2 separate regions of the Sus scrofa genome follow, and region 2 is linked to region 1. Evidence: chromatin contacts called from public Hi-C data. All regions are on one chromosome and are shown on one strand. The core of a region is the stretch at or near the end of the contact, and the rest is flanking DNA. Distances in the headings are between cores, read along the strand shown.

Region 1 (5,743 bases), core at 2,796-5,295:
AGCTCAACCTCACTGTGATGGGTAAGCTGACCGACCGCTCTGCTCGGCAATGGCCAGGGGCTTGGCCATCCTCGATGGCCCCAGGTGGTCCCCTTCGGTTGGCATGCTCCTGTGCTCCGGGCATGGCCCTTCCGGTCCCTTCTGGCCAGGCTCTTCTAGTTCACTGGGGATGGGAGCTGGGCTTCAGCTGTGGGCAGAGCTGAGGATCAGTATTCAACCTGGAGACCCATGGTAGGGCACCTTCCAGGTGGCCAAGAAGCAGGCAGACGCCATGGTAATGGGGAGAGCCTCTTGAGCCGCGTGCCTTGAGCACGCCAACAGTCCAGGACGACTTCCTCTCAACAAAAGGTGATATAGACATTAGAGCAGGAAGGTCGTGGGTTAAAGCCAAAGAGTTCCCTGTGAGAAGTGCTGGGAGGAGCTTTGGTGAAACACAGCTGAGAGACGAGGGTGATCAGGGGGACCTGAAGCAAAGCCTGGAAGGTACCTGCCCTCCCGGGCTTGTGCCCCCTTGATGAAGCAGCAGGGCTGGACCCATGATGTTCTCTGGTTGCCCGCAGCCAAACCCACCAACTGGATAGAGGGCACCCAGGCGGTGCTTCGAGCCAAGAAAGGGAAGGATGACAAGGTCCTGGTGGCCACCTGCACCTCGGCCAATGGGAAGCCTCCCAGTGTGGTGTCCTGGGAAACGCACCTGAAGGGCGAGGCAGAGTACCAGGAGATCCGGAACCCCAATGGCACAGTGACTGTCATCAGCCGCTACCGCCTGGTGCCCAGCCGGGAAGACCACCGGCAGTCCCTGGCCTGCATCGTCAACTACCACATGGACCGCTTCCGGGAGAGCCTCACCCTCAATGTGCAGTGTGAGAGGGGCCGGGCATCCCGGGCGGGCACCATGGTCCCCTGCCCCATCCCCACCCTCACCAGCCCTCCCTCTTTTGGTCTCACCTCTTGGCGCTCTCCCCACTCCCTCCTTCCGTCACCCCCTTATCATTCCTCATCCTCCCTTTGTCTTTCTGAGGGTGCTCTGTCCTCCCCTCCTCTCCGCCCCTACTCCTCACGTTGCCCACCGTCTCCCTGCTCCTCCTTCGTTCCCCTTGCTGCTTCTGCTCTGAGGGTCTGTGACCGCCATTCCCCCTGTCACTCTTCCCCCTCTTCTGGCTGCTGCCATGTCACTGTCCTTGTCTGAGACTCCCTCACCCAAGTCCCGCTCTCCTGACCTCACCCTTTTCAAACATCATCCTTTGCCCCACAGATGAGCCTGAGGTGACCATCGAGGGGTTTGATGGGAACTGGTACCTGCAGCGAATGGATGTGAAGCTGACGTGCAAAGCTGATGCCAACCCCCCAGCCACCGAGTACCACTGGACCACGTAAGTGCCTCGGGCTGGCTGGCCACTCTGGCCGCCTTGCAAGGAAACTTGCTGGTCCTTGGCAGGGAGGGGGCACCCACCCCACCTCCAGGAGCCTTACACAGGGAGGAAACAAGGGTCTAGCCTCAGGTTTCTCTGTGAGAAGGGGAGGGGTCGCCCCCGTGTTTGACATCGGCGTCAGTGGGACAGGCCATTCTGCTGGGGGGCTTCCCTCATGATCTGCCTCCCTTCTTCTCCCTAATAAAGAATTTTGTCATTCTCCTTTGGTGATTCAGTCTGAATCACTCCCACCCCAGCCCCCAGTATTTATTTTTATCAAGGTGTCCCCAGGGAAGCTGGCTTTCTGGAGCACCCCAGATCTTTCTTTGTTCCTATTCCTTCTCTCCAGCACCCCCAGATTCTCAGGGAGAAGGCGGCAGTCAGCCCAGCATGCCTGTGTTCGTGGAGCACCTGCCCCAAAGCCCATCATCCCATTCATGGCCTCATGGTCTTTGTGCCTGGACCTCAAAGGATCCAGCTTCCCCCTCCAGCCAGCTCTGATGGCCTGAGCCAAGGGTCTTCCCATAGAAGAGCTGGATAGAACACACAGAAAGACAGAGATGTGGGGAAGCCAAGAAGTGGGTGAATATGGGTGGTCAGAAGATGGCTTCCAGGAAGTAGAGGACATGGCACAGCTCAGCCCTTGGTTACCACCCACTTCCTGGAACCAGGAGCGCTTCAAAGGTGCGAGTGGGCAGGACCCAAGAGGCTGCTGGGTCCAACAGAATAATTGGCATCAAGGATCAGGAAGAAGGAAGAAGGTCCCCCGTGTTCAGGAAACTTCTAGAATACTCCCCCACATGAAAAAAAGCCTCTGACTTGAACCAGAAAGAAAGCAAGATAATGAAGTGGAACCCAATACCTCAATGTGGATCACATCTTATTATCTTGTTAAAATTCTGGGCCATGGAGTTCCTGCCGGGGCACAGTGGGTTAAGGATTGGGCATTGCCATAGCTATGATGTAGGTCGCTACTGAGGCTCAGATTTGATCCCTGACCCAGGAACTTCCATATGCTGTGGGTGCGGGAGGGGGAAAAATTCTAGGCCGTGACTCCAGTGGTGCAGCTTCAACAGATTTGGGGTTAGGACCCCTGATTATTAACCAGCTACCCAGGAAGTCAAGGATCAACTACCAGGAACCATGAGTAGTGAAAAGAATACTGCCAAGAGCCCAAAGATCTGGCTAGAGCTCCAGGTGACACTTACTGGCTGTGTTTCCTTGGCCTTGAACCTCATTTCTCCTCTGTTAAGTGGGACCAGTACCACCTGTCCTGTCTATGTTTCAGTGCTATAATCATCAAATGTGCAACACTGAATAATATAAAACCACCACATGCAAGCAATAATTGTTGTTTTTATTGTTTTTAATCCTTCCAAGACAGACTCCGCCTATTGACTCAGCCAAAGGGCAGGGGGTCTTGGAGTCAGGTGGGTGACACAGGGGCAGCTTCTTGGGGCTGGAGGGTCATAACCCTCTACCTTGTCTCCCCATCTCTACAGGCTGAATGGCTCCCTTCCCAAGGGTGTGGAGGCCCAGAATAGAACGCTCTTCTTCAGGGGACCTATCAACTACAGCATGGCAGGAACCTACATCTGTGAGGCCACCAACCCCATCGGTACCCGCTCGGGCCAGGTGGAGGTCAATATCACAGGTAGGACGCTGTGTCCTTCCCTGCCTCTCCCGCCACCTCTTCTTCCGCTGCCAGCATCCCCCACCTTTGGGTTGTGTCATTGGAGGAAGTTTGCATCTCCTTTTCCTGTTTCTCTGGTTCTCCTTTGAGCTCTGGCCATTGGTCTTGCTTTGCTTTGCTTTTTCCTCTGTGAAGGTTGTGCATGAGACAGGGTGACTCTGGTCGGAGAGGGGCAGGAGGGAGGCTCCGGGAGGGCGGAAGTAAGTGCTGTTTGCAACAGTGCTGTTGGGGGCGGGGTGTGGTTAGAGCTGCCCGTGGGTCTGCCCACAGAGCACACCCAGAACACACCGTGTGATGCTGGCTTGCTGGCTTGGTGGGGTGGGCTTGCAAGAGAAGTTTGTCTTCTCCCAGCTCTGCTCCTGCAGTTCAGGAAAGCCCTGTGGGCTGGAGGCGAAGCTTGCCTCAAGCAGGAATATGGAGGGAAAGCCAGGATGGAACCCAAAGCCATGGTGGTTTGTGTGCTCTGTGCCTGGAATGCTGTTTTCCCTGCATTTTCCTCTGTCAGTGCAGGTGGGAGGGCGATTCAGCCACCTGCCCTCTCAGGGCAAAGGGAGCACAGGAGCTGGGATGCCCTAGGGGAGACGACATGTGGGATATAAAAGGAGCGTGGGCGTCCAGGTCAAACAGCAGGACAAGCCCTCATCTGTAAAATGGGGATAATATGATGTGCCTTGAGGGCTTATTGTCAGAATTTACATTATGTAGGTCAAGCACCTAGCACAGACCAGTCCGTCAGTCAGTGCCCTCTGTTCTCTGATTATTTATCTTAACTCCGTCATTACCATTCTTAATGGAAAGATCAAAACAAGCCAGTCGAGGGGTAAATTACCATCACAGCTTCACACCCAGGGTATCTTTAACCCTGTACCTGAGCTGGTTGCAGGGTGAGAAAGTGGTAGAAAGAACCTCCCAGGCCCGGAAGTGATGTCATGCTGCTGCTGAGCTGGACAGGAAGTGTCAGAGGCAGAGCCTGGGGAAAGCCAAGACGGCGCTTCCCCCAGGCTAGGGCTTGGGGGTGCCAGTAGGTTGGCAAGGATGGGAAGGCCAGAGTCACACCCTTCTTGGCCCCTGGAAGAAGTTTGAGCAAAGCTCAGTAAGAGCCTCCCAGGTGCCTGAGCTCTGGTCCCAGGGCAGCGAGGCCACAAAGGGTAAAGAATAGTCCTAAGGGAACCTGACTCCCTTCAGGACAGCAGGTCCTGTGAGGCATAGCACAGCCCTGGCCTGAGCGTGTTCGCATGCTGGCTCTTCCTGGCTGAGTGGCCTTCCCCTCTCTGAGCCTCTGCTTCTTGATCTGTCATATGGACTGTCACCATCATACTTATCTCAGGTCTCTTAGGATCAGGCCAAATGCATCATCCACTGCCTGGCACACAGCATGGGTTCCTTGTGTAAGGACACCTTACCCAGCCGTGGGCCACCAGTGTCACCTCTGCACCCCCTCCACCACTCCGGCTCTCTGGGGAAACTCCTGATTAGGAAATCAGGGGCTGAGGCCAAGAAACTCGGGAGCAGTGACCTCCCATCGATCCTACTCCCCAGCATGAGCAGACCGGCCAAGGCCCTGCTAGGCTGATGGGACCAAGTGGTGCTGCCCAACCCCAGAGGCAGGGCTGGCACAGGAAAGTCAGGGCCTCCCTTCACCCAAAATTCAGGAGGACGCAGGATGACCGTGAGTCCAGGAAGTCATCAGGGCATCACACCAGGTCTAGGAGCAGGGAGGGAGGAAAGGCGGCAGCTTCCCAGGCCCAGGCAGGGAAACTGTGGAGGTGAGCCGTCTCCTTGGCTGTGACTGCTCCAGGGCTGCCCTTCATGGGATCTGTGTTCAGGCTTAGGTGGCCTTGCGGGCAGGTGGGCTGGGGCTGCCCAGGGCTCCAGCTGGAAGAGGCACACAGCGTATCCTCCCCTGCTCCTCAAAGTACAGAGTGGGACAGGGATGTCACCAAAAGGTACACACATGGGCGATGAGAAGGGGCCTGCATAAGGGGACTCTGTGGCTGACAGCTCAGTTAGGCAGAAGCCAGGGACGTGTGATGCTGACTGAATCACTGATAGGGCCCAGGAGCAACTTAGCTGGCTGTCCCAAGGGAAGGTCTCCAGCCCCCTCAGGAAGGCTCAGCCAAGCAGCCTGAGCCTTTTCAGAGCTATTTGTTCCTGTACTTATGGGTGATTTCCATGCAGCCACCAACCCCAGCAGCCTTCATCCCACACGGGCTAGTCTCCGGGGACACAGCCATACCTGTGCTCCAAGCCCTGCTGGTCTGGAGGGAATGCATGAAGGAGATGGATAAGTGGAAATTTAATTTTTCATTCTGGCCATCCGTTCGGGTAATAGCTTTGCCCTGGGCACATCTGGAGAGGGAAATGAAGAGACGGGCGGGGAGGCATGCAGCGGGGTGTGCACCAGAGACACGAGTATGCAGTCACGCTTACGCAGGGCAGCTGCACCACCTGCACAGACACACTTGGGCGTAGGTTTCTCCGGGTCTCAGATCCGGGGGAAGATGACCTTTGAGCTGTTCCCACCAGCGTGCATGGGTGGGCAGCCGTAGAGGGCAGGGGTTCCCGGGCAGGGGATGTGTGTGGGAAAGAATGGCTTGGAGCTGAGTGGGTAGGAACAGAGAGAGTGGGGCTTCCTCTC
Region 2 (5,742 bases), core at 437-2,936, 55 kb before region 1:
GTGGGAACTCTGTCTGTCTGTCTGTCTGTCTGCCTCCTCCTGGGGGAGAGGATAGGGTCCACAGGAAAGGAACAGAGGGCAGGCTTGGGCTGCCAAGAGCCCAGAGGGCCCAGGCGCCTTGGCAGGAAGCCAAGCACACCCGGATGTGGAGAGTCCCTGCCTTGCTACCCACGCGGACTGGATGGGTCACTTTCTCGGGAATCCTGCAAATCCCTCAAAACAGAAGTTCTGCAAAGGGGACAGAGCTCAATTTCTTGCACTATTTAGGGAGAGGCGGGGCTTCGGTTTTGGAAAAGGAACTCCCAAAGGGAGCGTGAATTAGAAAAGACCAGAAACCTCAGTGACCCGATCTCACCCACTAATGCCCATCACCGACATTTCTGGCAGCTTCCGGAGAGTCCTCGCATAGCTGCCTCTTCATTTAGCGTTCCGTGATGCAGAGGAGAGGGAGCTCAGGCTACTCGTTTCTAGTCCAAACCGTGCCACGTTCTGCTCGAGCCCCTGGGCGAGTCGCCTTACCAGTCTTTGCGCCTTTGTTTCCTCATCTGTAAAATGGGGCGAGGGTCGGAGGAGAGGGCTTGTAGAAGCCCTTTGGGCTCGGACATTGCTGGGTCCTGGATTCTCCATACTGCACGCCCCCTCCTCCACAGTGCCCCCTCCCCGCCCCGCCTCCACCCGGCCCTAACTCCACCCCCACCCAACAGCTTCTCCCCCGACGCTGGCCGCTAGGGGTCACTGCCTCCCTTTGTCAGCGACAGAGGAGGGCGGCTGGCCCTCCGGCCCTCTTCCCCGCGGAAAGGCGACCGAAGGGGCATCTCCCGAGCCATTGGGCCTGAACGCGACCCCACGGCCCTCGCTGGGGACCCGCCTCCGTCTCGGGCCGGAAGGTGTGCGCGGTGAGGCGGAGGCCGGGGCCAAGCGCGGGCCGCGCGTGGGAGCCAGGAGGGGGTTAACGCCAACCCCTCCCGCTCGGGCTGACATCACGGGGAGAGCGGCTGAGAGGCTGGAGCTCGGCGAGTGAGAGAAAGAGAGGGAGAGGAGCAAGCGAGGCTCTACTCGGCGCCCGAGCAGCTCCACATTGTTGCGGATCGCCGGGATCCGGCACAGCGAGCCGCAGCAGCGCGGCAGGGACGCGGCACCCCCGGCTTGCTCTTCTCCCGCGGAGCCGCACCGCCAGATCGCCCCCTCCGCCTGGGCCCCGAGCTCACCGCGCCACTCGACCCGCCGCCCTCGCTTGTCCCGCCGCCCTCGGAGGACGGCCGGCCATGGATGCCTGCAAGTTGGAGCCGAGCGGGAGAGTGTGAGAGCGCCGGGGGCCGGGAGCCCGCGCCGCGCAGCGGGGCAGCCGGGCGCGCCGGGGGTGGGTCCCTCTCCCCAGGCCGGCTTTGCGTGGAAGAAGAGGGCGGGGACCGGCGCGGGGAGGAGAGCAGAGGAGGAGAAGGGGGCATGACTCGTGCAACTTGCGGCGGGCATCTGCCGAGCCTCTGAGCCGGCGGCGGCCCGGGGCCCGGATTGCGGCCGCGCGGATCCCACCCAGCCCACCCCGCCCCGGCCGACGGCTGAGGCTGACCTGGATCCTCCGAGAACCCGCCGGCCGGCAGGGATCGCCTTCGTCTTCCGGGCTGCTTTCTGGAGAGCGAGGAGCGCTCTCCTCGCGGCTCCTCTCTCCGGACCCCCGGACCCCGATGGCTCGGATGGGGCTTGCGGGCGCCGCTGGACGCTGGTGGGGACTCGCTTTAGGTTTGACCGCCTTCTTCCTCCCAGGTAAGCGCGTTCCGCCTCTGCTTTCCACCCCCCCCCCCCTTCCTCCCATCCACTGCCTCCCAGGGGCTGGGAGCTGGATGGCGGGCACGTCAGGGTTGTAGGGAGTGAAAGGAGCCAGAAAAGTTGGGTCACGGCTTAGGTAAGGGGGGTGCGGGTGGCACGGCGGAGAAAGAGAGGTCGAGGAACCGAACAGCCAGCCCTGCAGGGAAGCAGTCGGATGCACGTCTCTGTATAGCAAGAAAGCACTTTCTCCGCGCAGTTTTTCACACAAAAATAATAATATGTAATAGCGTTCTATTTATTTAATAACCAGCTCTCAGCTCGGGAAGCAGTTTGGAAACACTGCATGTTACATAAATGCAAAATAATCACCGTAATCACCGTCTCGGGGTACGAGACAACAGCCCCAGGGGGAGGGCGTCAGTCTCGGCGCTGGTGGGCTCTGGGCTTGGAGGATGGCAGGGGGGCTTCGTTTCTCCAGTCCGCCCATTTGCCAGGCTGTTCCGGGCGCTTGAGCCCCCTCCCGCACCGCGTCGCCCCACCACCGGCGCGGAGAGCCGGCTCCTGCGGCAGAGGCGGCTTCTCGCTCACCTGCGGTTCCTTCCCCGGAGGGTGAGGCCCGGGCCGCGCGGGATCGCAGCCTCCCCGCCTTGCGCGGGGCTGGGCTTAGCCTCGGAACTCCAATCCCAGTTTGGTGGGCTCTCCCCGGGAGAGGCGCTGCGGGCTTCGTGCCAGCCAGGTGGCTGCATGACCCACTTTCCCGAGGGTGCCCCTCGTGTCCTTCCTCGAGATGCTGGCGGCCAAGGGGTTAACCCGACGCCCGACCCCAGGGGTGGCCCGCGGTGGCCTCGCTGACGGGTGGGGTGGGGGCGGAGGCTGGGACCGGCCCCGGGCGTATTGTGCTGGGGAATGAACTGGAAAATGCGTTTAGGAGGCAAATCCGACCGAGTCCCCTTGCCTGGATTTAACCCTTTGTGTCCCCGGGGAACCTGCCCAGCTCCCACGGTAGCTAACGACACCAGCGCAGGTCCCGGCAGGAACTGGGGGCGAGGAGGGGGCATTCCTCCAGCCTTGGTGGAAGAAACCTGAGACAACCTCCCGCCTTAGCTAGCAGGGGCCTTGGAGGGGGGCGGGGTAGGGTGGGGGCTTGCCTGGAGCACGTGGCCCTGGCCTTAGGTGGCAAAATAAGGGGTCGGAGTCCAGAGAGACCAGGTCTGCGTGGGGCAAGAATGTAGAATCTGGCGGCGCTGGCAGCCACAGGGAGGAGATGCCTGCGATGCCCAAGACTTGCAGGGCAGTTTGTTATCTGAGGGGCCCGCCTGGCTGCCGAGCTGTGGGGCCGGGGTGCACTCCTGGAAGGCAGAAACCTGGCCTCATTCACTTTTGCACCAGGTCTGCCGCCCGCTCACCGCCAGGGCGCTGCAAACGTCTCCCAGTGGCGAGTGGCTGATGGCTCGGCAAGCGGTTTGTGAAAGCCGGCACCGTAGTGCCCCCAGCCCTGCACCCTTGGGAGTGCTGCCCTGCTGGGTGTGTGGGGGGTGGGGTGGGGGTAAGTTCCAGGGCACCCAGGTGTCCCTGCTCCTTTCAAAGAGGCGTGACCAAGTCCCTCCCCAGCAGGAGGTTCTGGTGAGAGTGAGAGGTTTTTATTTCACACTGGACCTCCTGGAAGGCCAGCAGGAGATATTAGAAGCTCAGGCTCTGACACTTACTTGTCTGACCACCAGGGTTTGGGCTTCTGGAACCCCGCAATTCCATATTGCCCACACCCGGAACCCAGCAAAAGGACAGCTTCCCTGGGGCCTGGTTGGTCCGGCATACCAGGGGTTAACCTAATCCTGGGTGGACAAAGAGCGGGAAGGTTTGGGGAGGGGGAGCAGACTCACCCCCATTCCAGGCTCCTTTTGTTATTCCCTTCTCCAGCTTTGTGTGCCTTGCATGGTAGTTAATTCCTTCTTTGGAGCAGCTGAAGACCTGCCCCTATTCCATCCCACCCAGGATTGGGGGCAGGGAGGTGACACTCTCACCTGGCTCAAGCGTAGATACTACCTCCCCAAAAATCCAGATTGAGGGGATGGGACACAGAGAAGGAACCACAGCTCAGACAGGCACTTAATAAGCGCTCCTTGATTGATGGTAATTGTTATGGCTGGGTAGCGTCAGCCAGCAGGGCAGCCAAAGTTCCCCAACCAGCCGAGCTCCTCTGTGAAGTGCCTGTGCCCCGGTGTCCCTGTAAAGGGAGGCAGGTGGACATAGTAGTGCCCAGATGACCCTTGGACACAGGCTGGTAGGCCCAGAAGTTGCCCTCCCACACCCCGTTCACCATCACCCCCAGACACCCTCCTGATTGCCCGCTGCTGCTGCTGCCTCTCTCCAGGGACTTGTCAGCCTGATGTTCTTTTCTGGGTTGGGGGGGTGGTGCTGTGGCAGAGAGCACGGGAGGGTGAAGAGAGGAGCCCCAGGGAGGGGTGGGGGTGGGGGAGGGTGCCGTGCAGTGACCCTGCTGACTTCAAAACACTCCAGATCTGGCTATTGATATGTAAGCACAGCAGTCTGTTTTTTGACCACACAGACTTTATGAGGCAGGTGGTGAAGCTCTACAAACCTCTGAGATGCTGGTCTCAGGGGTTCCTGCCTGTTCAGTCAGAGGAGGGGGCCAGTGGGGCCTGGGGGCTGCCTCCCAAAGGGACGGGAGGAGCCCAGGAGTGGAGCGAGAACCTGCCTTGGAAGCAGGTGCGCTGAGCTGGTGTCCCATGTACACCACACCCTCCCTAATTGGCTTCCCCAAACCTTTTGTCTGGAAAGAGCACACCCCCCCAGGTGTCATGCACATCCTGGGAAGACCTGTCAGGGCCACAACACACCCCTTCCCTGCAGCCCATGCAGAGCTCGCCAGGGTGGTGGTTTCCTTCGAAACCCAGGATGTCAGGACTGCTGGGTGATTCCCCATCGCTCACAGACAGCGATGTGCTCAGGCTTGCTGGGCTGGACATTAGAGCAAAACCAATTCTGCTGGCCTGGGGTTTGCAGTGCAGGGAGGCAGGAATCCCAGGTCCATTTCAGAGGCAGCGCTGGAGTGTCTCAGAAACAGATCCAAGGCCAAACAGCCAAGGCCTGAAGGGAGAAGATACTGCAGAGCTGGGCCTAGTGCCCTGGGCTGAGCGGTCTAGAAGGTGTCTTTGAGCCCGACTTTCTGTGCTTATGGGACAAGCAGCCCCTTTCTGCTGGATGCTGGCAGAGACTGTTATCCATTCCCTTCTCGGCCACTCAGCTTCACTCAGTGAATCTACCTCATTGGCCTGACCCCGGACCCAGTTGTATGCTGCCAGGATGGTCTTGGGCCAGAACCTTCATGCAAGTGGGCCAGGCTTGTTGGGGGGGGGGTCCAGCCCCAGTTTTGTCTGTGATACTGCTATTGTTTAGCAGCTGACTAATGTTCATTGTTCAGCACAAACAGAAAATACCCAAGGGAGGGGTGAACATACCTTCGATTTTCCTGATTATATCTGTCCCTGTTAACCTGATAAATTGAATGACTCCTACCTGCTGGGGTGGGGGGGGACAAAGAGGCTGTCTGTATATTCACCTGTTTTGCTGATTTTTTTTTTGCACTTTGACTGTTAGCCAGTGGGCCAGGCCAGAATGGTCATTAGCCGGCTATGGGACTTAGGCTATAACATTTCCAACAATCGTCTACGACCTCACCTTCGGTACAGAAGAAGCTACACACACGTGTGCAAAACTATGTGTGCGTGTGTTGGTTATCAACAGTTCACCATGCATATGCCGACCCATGGCACTAGTGCCATAAATATACATCCAAGGTATATTCATATGTAACTGATTTTGATGGCTTTGTGAGTGGCTCTGAGCCTTAACTATGTCAGAATGTCAGCAAGGGTGACTCTGGAGGAGACCTAGGATTTGCCCTCCGCCAGCTCCTCCCAAGAGGAGCTGCCATGTCCTTTGGGAGTGGGAAGG

What was found. A called contact is a pair of places that touch in the nucleus more often than the background predicts.
Region 2: a Hi-C map of liver shows a contact between it and region 1, with 4 times the contacts expected there. The contact joins the promoter of NECTIN1 here to the enhancer-like site in region 1. A contact is called at or near these places in 1 of 5 promoter capture datasets (liver), 12 of 47 Hi-C or Micro-C datasets (blood, embryonic fibroblasts, epiblast stem cells and 3 more) and 1 of 2 datasets of contacts at active chromatin or transcription factors (skeletal muscle).

Annotation. Positions count from the first base shown.
Region 1 is chr9:46,834,048-46,839,790 of Sscrofa11.1, reverse strand. It overlaps NECTIN1 (poliovirus receptor-related 1 (herpesvirus entry mediator C)), which reads left to right. Exons shown (of 6, transcript NM_001001262.1): 2 at 1-21; 3 at 561-863; 4 at 1,256-1,373; 5 at 2,915-3,066. Among named protein-coding and RNA genes, the nearest start is that of NECTIN1, 54 kb to the left of the region's middle. Within about 2 kb of position 4,045, at least 3 of the 83 cell types and tissues checked have an H3K27ac peak or open chromatin away from gene starts, as enhancers often do. A contact at or near this core is called in fetal liver and liver, where this site is marked.
Region 2 is chr9:46,886,569-46,892,310 of Sscrofa11.1, reverse strand. NECTIN1 (poliovirus receptor-related 1 (herpesvirus entry mediator C)) reads left to right here and starts at 1,686. Exons shown (of 6, transcript NM_001001262.1): 1 at 1,686-1,764. The coding sequence starts at 1,686.